Linked DNA regions of Zea mays: regions 1 and 3 are each linked to region 2. A link is a contact called in public Hi-C data. All regions are on one chromosome and are shown on one strand. Each heading gives the region's core, a stretch centred on a gene start, on an enhancer-like site or on the middle of the called end of the contact. The rest is flanking DNA. Distances are from core to core; before and after follow the strand shown.

Region 1 (2,793 bases), core at 41-2,540, 150 kb after region 2:
GCTTCGGCAGTATTTCATTGGACCCATAAATCATAGAAACGGAATGGCATAAGAACATAGAGCCAAAACTGAGAGTGGAAAAATAACAAATTTTTTGAAGCCATTGGTAAATTTGCCATTATGATTTGTGGGCTTCGCTGACATGCAATTTGTATGTGCCTTTGCCTGCAGCTTGCATGCGCCGTGCGCGGGCGAGGGAGGCGGCGTGCAGTTAGGTCTAGCAAAAAAAAGTTTGAGCTTAATGAGCTAGATTAGGCTTATAGCGACTCGACACTTAGAATGAACCCTAGTTAAGTCTGAACCTGTTTTTGAGGCTCGAGAAAACAGCGAGCCAGCTTGGCTCGGCTCGTTGTGACTCACGATCTGGCTCATGACTCGACTCAACAATAAATTATTGCCTACAATCATAATTAGCATACACTGCTAATACTAAATAGACGATTAATTTTTTGTTATTTGAGATTATTATAAAAAATTAATATATTTTCTATATTACATCAATTTATTTATTTTAATAATTTAGAATATGTTACTTAATTTATTTTAAAATTTTATATTATAATTTAGAGTACGAGTTCAGAGCCAGCCTCTGTGCTAGTGCTAAAAAAGCGAGTCCAGCTAAATTCGACTCGTTACTTGACGGAGCCACATGTACTTGTGGAAGCACTCTTGCTTGCTCTTGTCGTCTTGCATGTGTGGGTGAAGAGAACGACAACAACGACACAAGTGCTGCTTTTAGTGTGTTCGCTTAGCTTTATTTTTATAGTATTTTGTCTTTAAAGATTATAGTTGTAACGATTTAAATAGCTAATTTTATGTTATGTTAGATTGTTAGTAAAGATAAGCACAAATAATTAATTTATAGAATATAAGCGCACGCACGCATCGGAAAAAGCACAAACCAGATACGACTCCTAGGCGTTATTTGATTCGAATTAAAGTCAGTTGATAATTCATCGGGACAAAAATATTGACCGATGCGAATTAAAGACAATTGAACAAAACCGTAGCACCGACAAGTGGACCCGCAAAACAGTGACACAACAAAACCAATAGTGATGGGGATAGATCCCACAGGAGAGAGACAGACGCGTTTCAGATCGTGCGGCGCGGCCACAGCCAGCAAAACCACGGTGTTGTTTAGCATTTGTCTTTTCTTTTAATCGGGCGCGGCCACGCGGCCGACTTCACTTTCCAACGGAGTACAAGTCCAGAACCAGAAGTATAGGTACCAAACCAAACGCGCACTACGGTGCTCACCGCTGACCATGGACTCGCCACCGCTCCAACCCACGGTGTTCTCCCTGATACTTGCTCTCGTTCTAGTGTTATACTTGGCGCTCCGGCGCCGCGGCGGCGGCAAGAACCGGAGCTACCCGCCAGTGGCTGGCACCGTGCTGCACCAGCTGTTCAACTTCGGCCGCCTGATGGAGTACCAAACCGCGCTCTCCCGCAGGTACCGTACCTTCCGCATGCTTACCCCGACCTGCAGCTACATCTACACCGTGGAGCCCGCGAACGTGGAGTACATCCTCAAGACCAACTTCGGCAACTACGGCAAGGGGAGCACGCTGCACGAGCTGAGCGAGGACCTCCTCGGCGACGGCATCTTCAACGTGGACGGCGCCAAGTGGCGGCACCAGCGGAAGGTCGCCAGCCACGAGTTCTCCACGCGGGTGCTGCGCGACTACAGCACCGGCGTGTTCCGCGACACGGCGGCGGAGCTCGCGGGCATCGTGGCCGCCGCCGCCGCCGCGGGGGAGAAGCTGGACATGCAGGAGCTGCTGATGCGGTCGACGCTGGACTCCATCTTCAAGGTCGGGTTCGGGGTCAACCTGGGCGTGCTGTCCGGGTCCAGCGAGGAAGGCGCCGCGTTCGCCAAGGCGTTCGACGACGCCAGCGAGCAGGTGCTGCACCGCTTCTTGGACCCGTTCTGGAAGGCCAAGAGGTTCCTGAACTTGTCGTCGGAGGCGGCCATGAAGCGCTCGCTCCGCACCATCAACGACTTCGTCTACGCCGTCGTCGACAGGAAGATCGAGCAGATGGGAAGAGACCAACAGGAATTTGTGAGCCCAGAAGATACTACCTCTCCGTACATGATGGGTGCAGACGGGAGCACGAGAGGAGATGACAGTCCTGACACGGTGACATTTTCCCTGACAGGCCAAGAAAGAGGACATCCTGTCGAGGTTCCTGGTGGAGCGGGAGAGCGATCCCGGCTGCTTCGACAACAAGTACCTGCGGGACATCATCCTCAACTTCGTGATCGCCGGCCGCGACACGACCGCGGGGACCCTGTCGTGGTTCCTCTACGTGCTCTGCAAGAACCAGAGCATCCAGGACAGGATCGCGCAGGAGGTGCGCGCCGCCACCTCGGGCGACGGCGGCGGCCTCGGCGCTCCAGAGCTCGTCGCGTGCCTGACCGAGGACGCCATCAGCAAGATGCACTACCTGCACGCGGCGCTGACGGAGACCCTCCGGCTCTACCCTTCCGTACCCATCGTGAGCTATTCGGAACTCGGCACCTTCCTGGAACACACACTAGTTGGTTGGTCTTGCACCGCACGTCGGCCGTCGGCGGATTGATCGGGTGGTGGATGACTTGGTTGCGGGGCTGCTGCTGTTGCGCAGGACGTCAAGTGCTGCTTTTCGGACGACACGTTGCCGGACGGCTACGCTGTCAAGAAAGGGGACATGGTGAACTACCAGCCGTACCAAATGGGCAGGATGCGGTTCCTGTGGGGCGCGGACGCCGAGGAGTTCAGGCCGGAGAGGTGGCTGGACGACGCCGGC
Region 2 (2,700 bases), core at 7-2,506:
CTCTTATGAAAGTTGATTTTTAAACCCGATAGCCTTTTGAAGCAGTATAGTATTAATTTAAAATTCAGGATCGACTTTTTGCCGAACCATCAATCATGATCACTGTATCATCCGCATATTGTATGTGAGATAGACCCCCAGGTAAAGTATCCAACATAACCCCCGTAATATGTCCTTTAGAAACCTCAGCTTCCAGAAGCACGCTGAGAGCATCAGCCACCAGATTCAAAAGAGGGGGGGGTAAGGGGGTCTCCCTAAGACCCCTGAAAGTCTTGAAAAACTTACTTCTCTCTCCATTGATATTCACACACACTTTTCCATTTTCCACTGTGCTCGTCGCCATATTATTCCAATTGTCAGGAAAACCCTTGGATTTTAATACTTCAGCTAGAAACTCCCACCTGACTTTATCATACGCCTTTTAAAAATCAATTTTCAAAATTAAACCTTCTTCTTTTTGGCTTTTAAATCATGAATCACCACATGCAGAAGCTAAGAGACTCGATTAGTGATAATCCCACATAAATTGTTTCTCTCCATTCTCCAATAAGTAATCAAGGGACTCAACTATTCTACCTACATGCAAACATCTGATAACTAAGCGTTCCATCTACTAAATAGTTCCAGCTATGATCAGTGCTGGGACGCTGTCTGCTAAACAAAATATCAGGAGGAGCCCTTGATACTGTATCAATACTGAAATTCCAAAAATCGATCAGAAGGCTATAAAAAAATCGATCAGAAGTGCTCAAGTGAAGAGAAAGGGCACAGATGGATACGTTGAGGCGGTGCAGGTCAGACTTAAAGTGCTCGCGCTGCTCCTGTAGCGACTCGAACTCGGAGGCACATGTGTTGCACGTCCACCTGGACCCCGCAGCCTCTGAAAGTTGTTGGTGCTGCTGCTGAGTCGGCGGCGGCCGGGAGGGTTCGGACGGTTCCACCGCGGAGGGGGCCGTGGAGGGGTGAGCCCGGAGAAGAACGGATGAATCGAAGAAGTCAGAGGGGAGTTCAAAGAGCGAGCGAGGGGGCCTCTTCTCTGACGGTGGCGGCAGCGGCAGCGGCAGCGGCGCCATCTAGGAGGAGGAGGAACCTGGCGGCGAAAGGGGAGCGTGGATCCGATGTTCCGGCCTTCCGGGTGGCGTGCGGTTCGTGAGTTTTGTGAGCTGTGAGTCTGTGACTACTTACTAGGGAGACGGCGGGTCGGCTACGATCTCCCCAAGACTGCACGCTGGAGGACCGTTAGATCAGATCGGGGATTAGACTTCGATTACGTCTGGATCGACGCGTATTAATAATAATTAAATCTCTTTTATTCAATTTTGATTAGAAATAAATTAATCTCTTCCAATCCACCGGAATAGATTTAATCTCTTCCAATCCACTTATAACCGAATAAGTCTTTAGAATACGTCAGGGAAAGTTTTTCATCCTCGTCCCTGCAATAAAAAAAGTTTCTCTAGAATCTTACGAACGTTTGTGGGGAACATTTCTTTTACATTCTATTCACCACGTGCGATGGAAGATTTAGGATCAATATCTAAATGAACTACTAGCCTACTAAAATAAGGCTAAAAACTAAATGATCTAATTAATATTTAATATGACATAAATAACATGATACAATTCAAATATCTAAGAAACATAGTCAAATGCCCGTGCTTCGCTACGGTTTTCTGAACAAAATAAATTGTCACGGTTCACGGATACGATTAGGATAAAGCACTGTATAATTAGTATAAATCAGAATGGATTAAAGCTAAACAAATAGGTTATGATGTCTCCAAAAAGACCGGAGTCTTGACGTCCCGTCTTGTATGAGAAGTCATAATTACGCGCGTGTACCATGCATCATGGCTTTGAACCAGGAAGCAATAACAAAATATTCACAAGTCTCGAGCAATATATAACCTAAGAGTTTATTGTGAAATATCTGTGCAGGTTCTGATAGCTCTAATCCGTACAGTCTCATTAGATTGTACAGTATAAATACATCAGCTGTACCACACTGATACACTGCAGCTAAGCCTTGCTCAACCTGGCCAGAAGACAGATTGCTTACATCTTACTAAAGTCATCGACCTAGGTGCCTATGATCAAACTGGAACTTTAACTAATCCTAACGGCAGGCCCTCCTCCTTCCCTGTACTCCCATGGAAATAATCAACAGTGCCCCTGACCAAGGACCGAATTTTCTTTTCTTCCTCTTGCAACAAAGAAACATCAATTTGGCACTGCTCTGCAAAATGCTTCAGCTTGCGGTGAAACCCACTGTGTTCATCCAGACTTCTCATGCTCGTGTTAAGGAATTCTTTGGTTTTGACAATCTTGTGGCCAAGAGTTGCTGTCTTAAAAAAACCAATGTCCATGAATTCAAACAGGATTTTGGTATAGCTCTTCCTCAAAGTCGAACAGTAGCCAGGGCTAGGAGTCCGAGGCTTAAAGTGATGAATCGCAAAACATTTCTATTGCTTTCTAGAGCATAATGTATCCCTTGCTTTTCATCACAGAACAGTTAGAACACAACAACGTTGTGATGAGTGACAGACAAGGTGCACAACTACATGGACCAAAGATGCAAGCTTTACTGATAAATGAACTACTGAAAGGCTTCCACAATGTCTACAGGGCAAATGTACCAACATCAAATTCATGTCCTACAGTTCCTCTGCCCAAAAGAGGGGGGCAAAAATGAACTCCCTA
Region 3 (2,700 bases), core at 134-2,633, 150 kb before region 2:
TAACAGCTAAAGACTGCATCAGCAACCACTACTAGCAAAGAGATAGAATGTAAAAGCAAACACAAGAAGGAAACTGTCTATATAGGTAAGAAGATCCTGATCTTATTCCAACAACCTAAAAGTACCGTGCGAACCCATTTGGTAAATGGAAAAAGACAAAAACAACAGAGACCATATTTGATCCAAGTACAAATGAACATACCCCAAAATAAAAGATAGGTTAGAAGATTCTGTAGCCCATGTTGCCAACCACCTCAAACAGCCTTGTTGTTTCAAGCTCAAGCACATGGGCAAATCAAGTTTGGCGACAAAATTCATTTGGGCTGAATATACCATTAGCCATGTAAGAATATCCTATATAATTTTTTTGATAAGCACGCATTTATCTTCAGAACTATATGCCCTCAGAATAGATATTCAGAATCTCTTCTATGCCAGGTGCAGAAAGTAAACAATCCAAGATAACTAAATTCCCATCTGTACTTCCTGATACAGAAAGCAACAACTCGTAGTACTTTAAAAGTACTGCCTCTCGTCTCTCTCTCTCCACGAGATCAACTTGTCCAGTTACTACTAATTAATTCGGAACCCTCAGCTAACCACCTTGTTACAGAACTGTATCATTGCTAAACACAGAGAAAAACAAAAATACAGCTCACTTTCGTCAGCTTGCTTAGGAGCGTCCGCTGAAAACAGTGTGCGCCTAAACTTGTAGAACTGAATTTAGGAACACGCCCATTTTTTCGCGTAGCGTCTTTGTGGACAACGGGCACTTCATCAGAAAGCTACAGTTCCGTCACGGAAGCAGTCGGGAAAAACTAAGGCACACAAAGTTACAGCTGAAGCGAAAATCGAAGCGTAATCACCCGCACGGCAGCGGCAGCGGCGACTGGCGAGCTCACCTGGCACTCGGCGTGCGCCGCGGCACTTCGGGTTCGAGGTCCGCGGGGAGGCCGAGGAAGCCACCAAAGCGGTCGAAGGTGACGTGCGAGACGTGGTGCACGTCCGTGGGCCGCCCGATCTCGATCCCGCCCTCCTCCTCGTCGTCGTCGTCGTCGATATCCACGGCGCCAGCGCTGCACATCACCAGCGACCTCCGCAGCGCGCCCACGACGGCGCTCACCAGCCCTCCCCCTCCCCTCCCTGGCCGGAGCATCATCGGCGGCGAGGCCGTCCCCTCGCTCGCCATCTCGTCATACTCCTCCTCGTTGTCGTCGTCGTCGTCCTCCTCCTCGTCGTCGTCGGAGCGCGCGGGAGAGATCTGGAGCCCGAAACGCATCTGGAACGGCGCCATGGCGCGCCGCGGCGGCTGGTTCCGTTGCGCGCTTGCTGAGTCGCTCGCTCAGCTCGGGAGGCGGGGGCGGGGCGGGGCGGGGCTGTGGCGGTGGCGGCCCAGGTAGTTTTTCCTCGCGAGGTCGCCTTTGCTAGCCTCGCGGCTTTTATACCCGGCTTCAAACGAGGTCCTCACTAATCCCCCTGCTTTACCCCCATCAGCTTACGAGTACCTGCCTGGTTGATTGATGATTAATCCCACGGTGTTACCGCTGCCCTCGCGGCCTCGCTGATTTTGAAACGCGCGGGGGAAAAGCGGTCGGAGTGGTTGGGTTGTGGCGGGATTATTAAAAACCCTGGGCGTTGGTTAGTGGAGCGGAGTGGAGTGGGGTGGGCCGGTGGGGAGCAGCGGGTGTGGGCTGGTTGCCTGGCTCTGGTTCTGGCTCATTGGCTCTGGCCGTGCCCGATCCGTCTGCGGGTGGGTGCGCGTGCGTGGCTGGTGGTGCCTGCGTCTGCGCGAGCGAGGCGACGAGAGATCTTTACAGGCTGGGTTAGGCGGACGCCAGGGCCACTTGTGGTTATTACAGCCAGAGTCCAGGTCCATGCCCGCACGACTGCGGGTGCGCGTGCGGGTGGAGCCGCGCCGCGATGCAATGCAGCGGCCGCCTCGCTGCGCGGGTCAGGAGACTCAGGACCCAGGACCCATGAATGGTGTGTGGCATACGCGCGCGCCGGTTTGGTACGCGGGCACCGTGGTACGGCGCAGTTGCCGAGGGTAAATGCGGCGGTCGGGTCGGGTCGGGTCCGGTCGAGGGCTCGGGACCCGGGAGCGTGCCGTGGCCGCGGCCGCGGGTACGGGATCGGGATCGGCGTGTTTATTGTACCCAGCTGATTCTTTCGCGTCCGATCGGGGGAACGACGGAAGGGAAGGGATCACATGCTTTGCCCCCGTGGCAGGCAGGGGGAAAAAAAGGGGCCTCCTCCGTGCCGGCGGGGACACCGGCCGTCCGGGCGCTTCCGTAGATCAGCTACCGCCTACCACCGCCATGTCGCGCCGGCTGCGATCGACGCCTGGCGAGCGCACCAAGTACTGCCAGTACGCGCGTAGTTATTCCCACACAGTGAGCCAGTGGCAGCACAGTGCGCAGCGCGTACTGTGTGATGGGTCGTTTCCGGTGCTGCTCGCCGTACGCCAGCCATGCATGCGCCCCCAGCCCAACCGTAGGACGGGGAGATCGGCGGCGAGTCGTCGAGACACATGCCACGCCACAGCTAGGAGGGACATGGCGATAGGCGCGCGTAGTACATCTATCTATTTCATTGGTGATTACGTGTGCGTGTGTGTGGTGTGGGGTGAGTAATTGTGTGTGTGTGTGTTGCTTTGTGTAAAAGGCAAATCTCAGGACCACCGTGCCACCTTTTGGTCTC

The links. A called contact is a pair of places that touch in the nucleus more often than the background predicts.
Region 1: a Hi-C map of leaf shows a contact between it and region 2, with 5 times the contacts expected there. The contact joins the promoter of LOC100501109 here to the promoter of LOC103648441 in region 2. A contact is called at or near these places in 5 of 25 Hi-C or Micro-C datasets (ear, leaf, root tip and 1 more).
Region 3: a contact with region 2 is called in a Hi-C map of leaf, with 5 times the contacts expected there. The contact joins the promoter of LOC100194213 here to the promoter of LOC103648441 in region 2. A contact is called at or near these places in 4 of 25 Hi-C or Micro-C datasets (ear, leaf and tassel).

What each region holds. Positions count from the first base shown.
Region 1 is chr2:16,913,926-16,916,718 of Zm-B73-REFERENCE-NAM-5.0, forward strand. It overlaps LOC100501109, which reads left to right and starts at 1,291. Exons shown (of 4, transcript NM_001195925.1): 1 at 1,291-2,066; 2 at 2,164-2,502; 3 at 2,632-2,793. The coding sequence starts at 1,428.
Region 2 is chr2:16,761,791-16,764,490 of Zm-B73-REFERENCE-NAM-5.0, forward strand. It overlaps LOC103648441, which reads right to left and starts at 1,257. Exons shown (of 10, transcript XM_035965045.1): 1 at 780-1,257. The coding sequence starts at 1,073.
Region 3 is chr2:16,607,050-16,609,749 of Zm-B73-REFERENCE-NAM-5.0, forward strand. LOC100194213 (Rho GTPase-activating protein 3) reads right to left here and starts at 1,384. Exons shown (of 5, transcript NM_001359431.1): 1 at 903-1,384. The coding sequence starts at 1,294.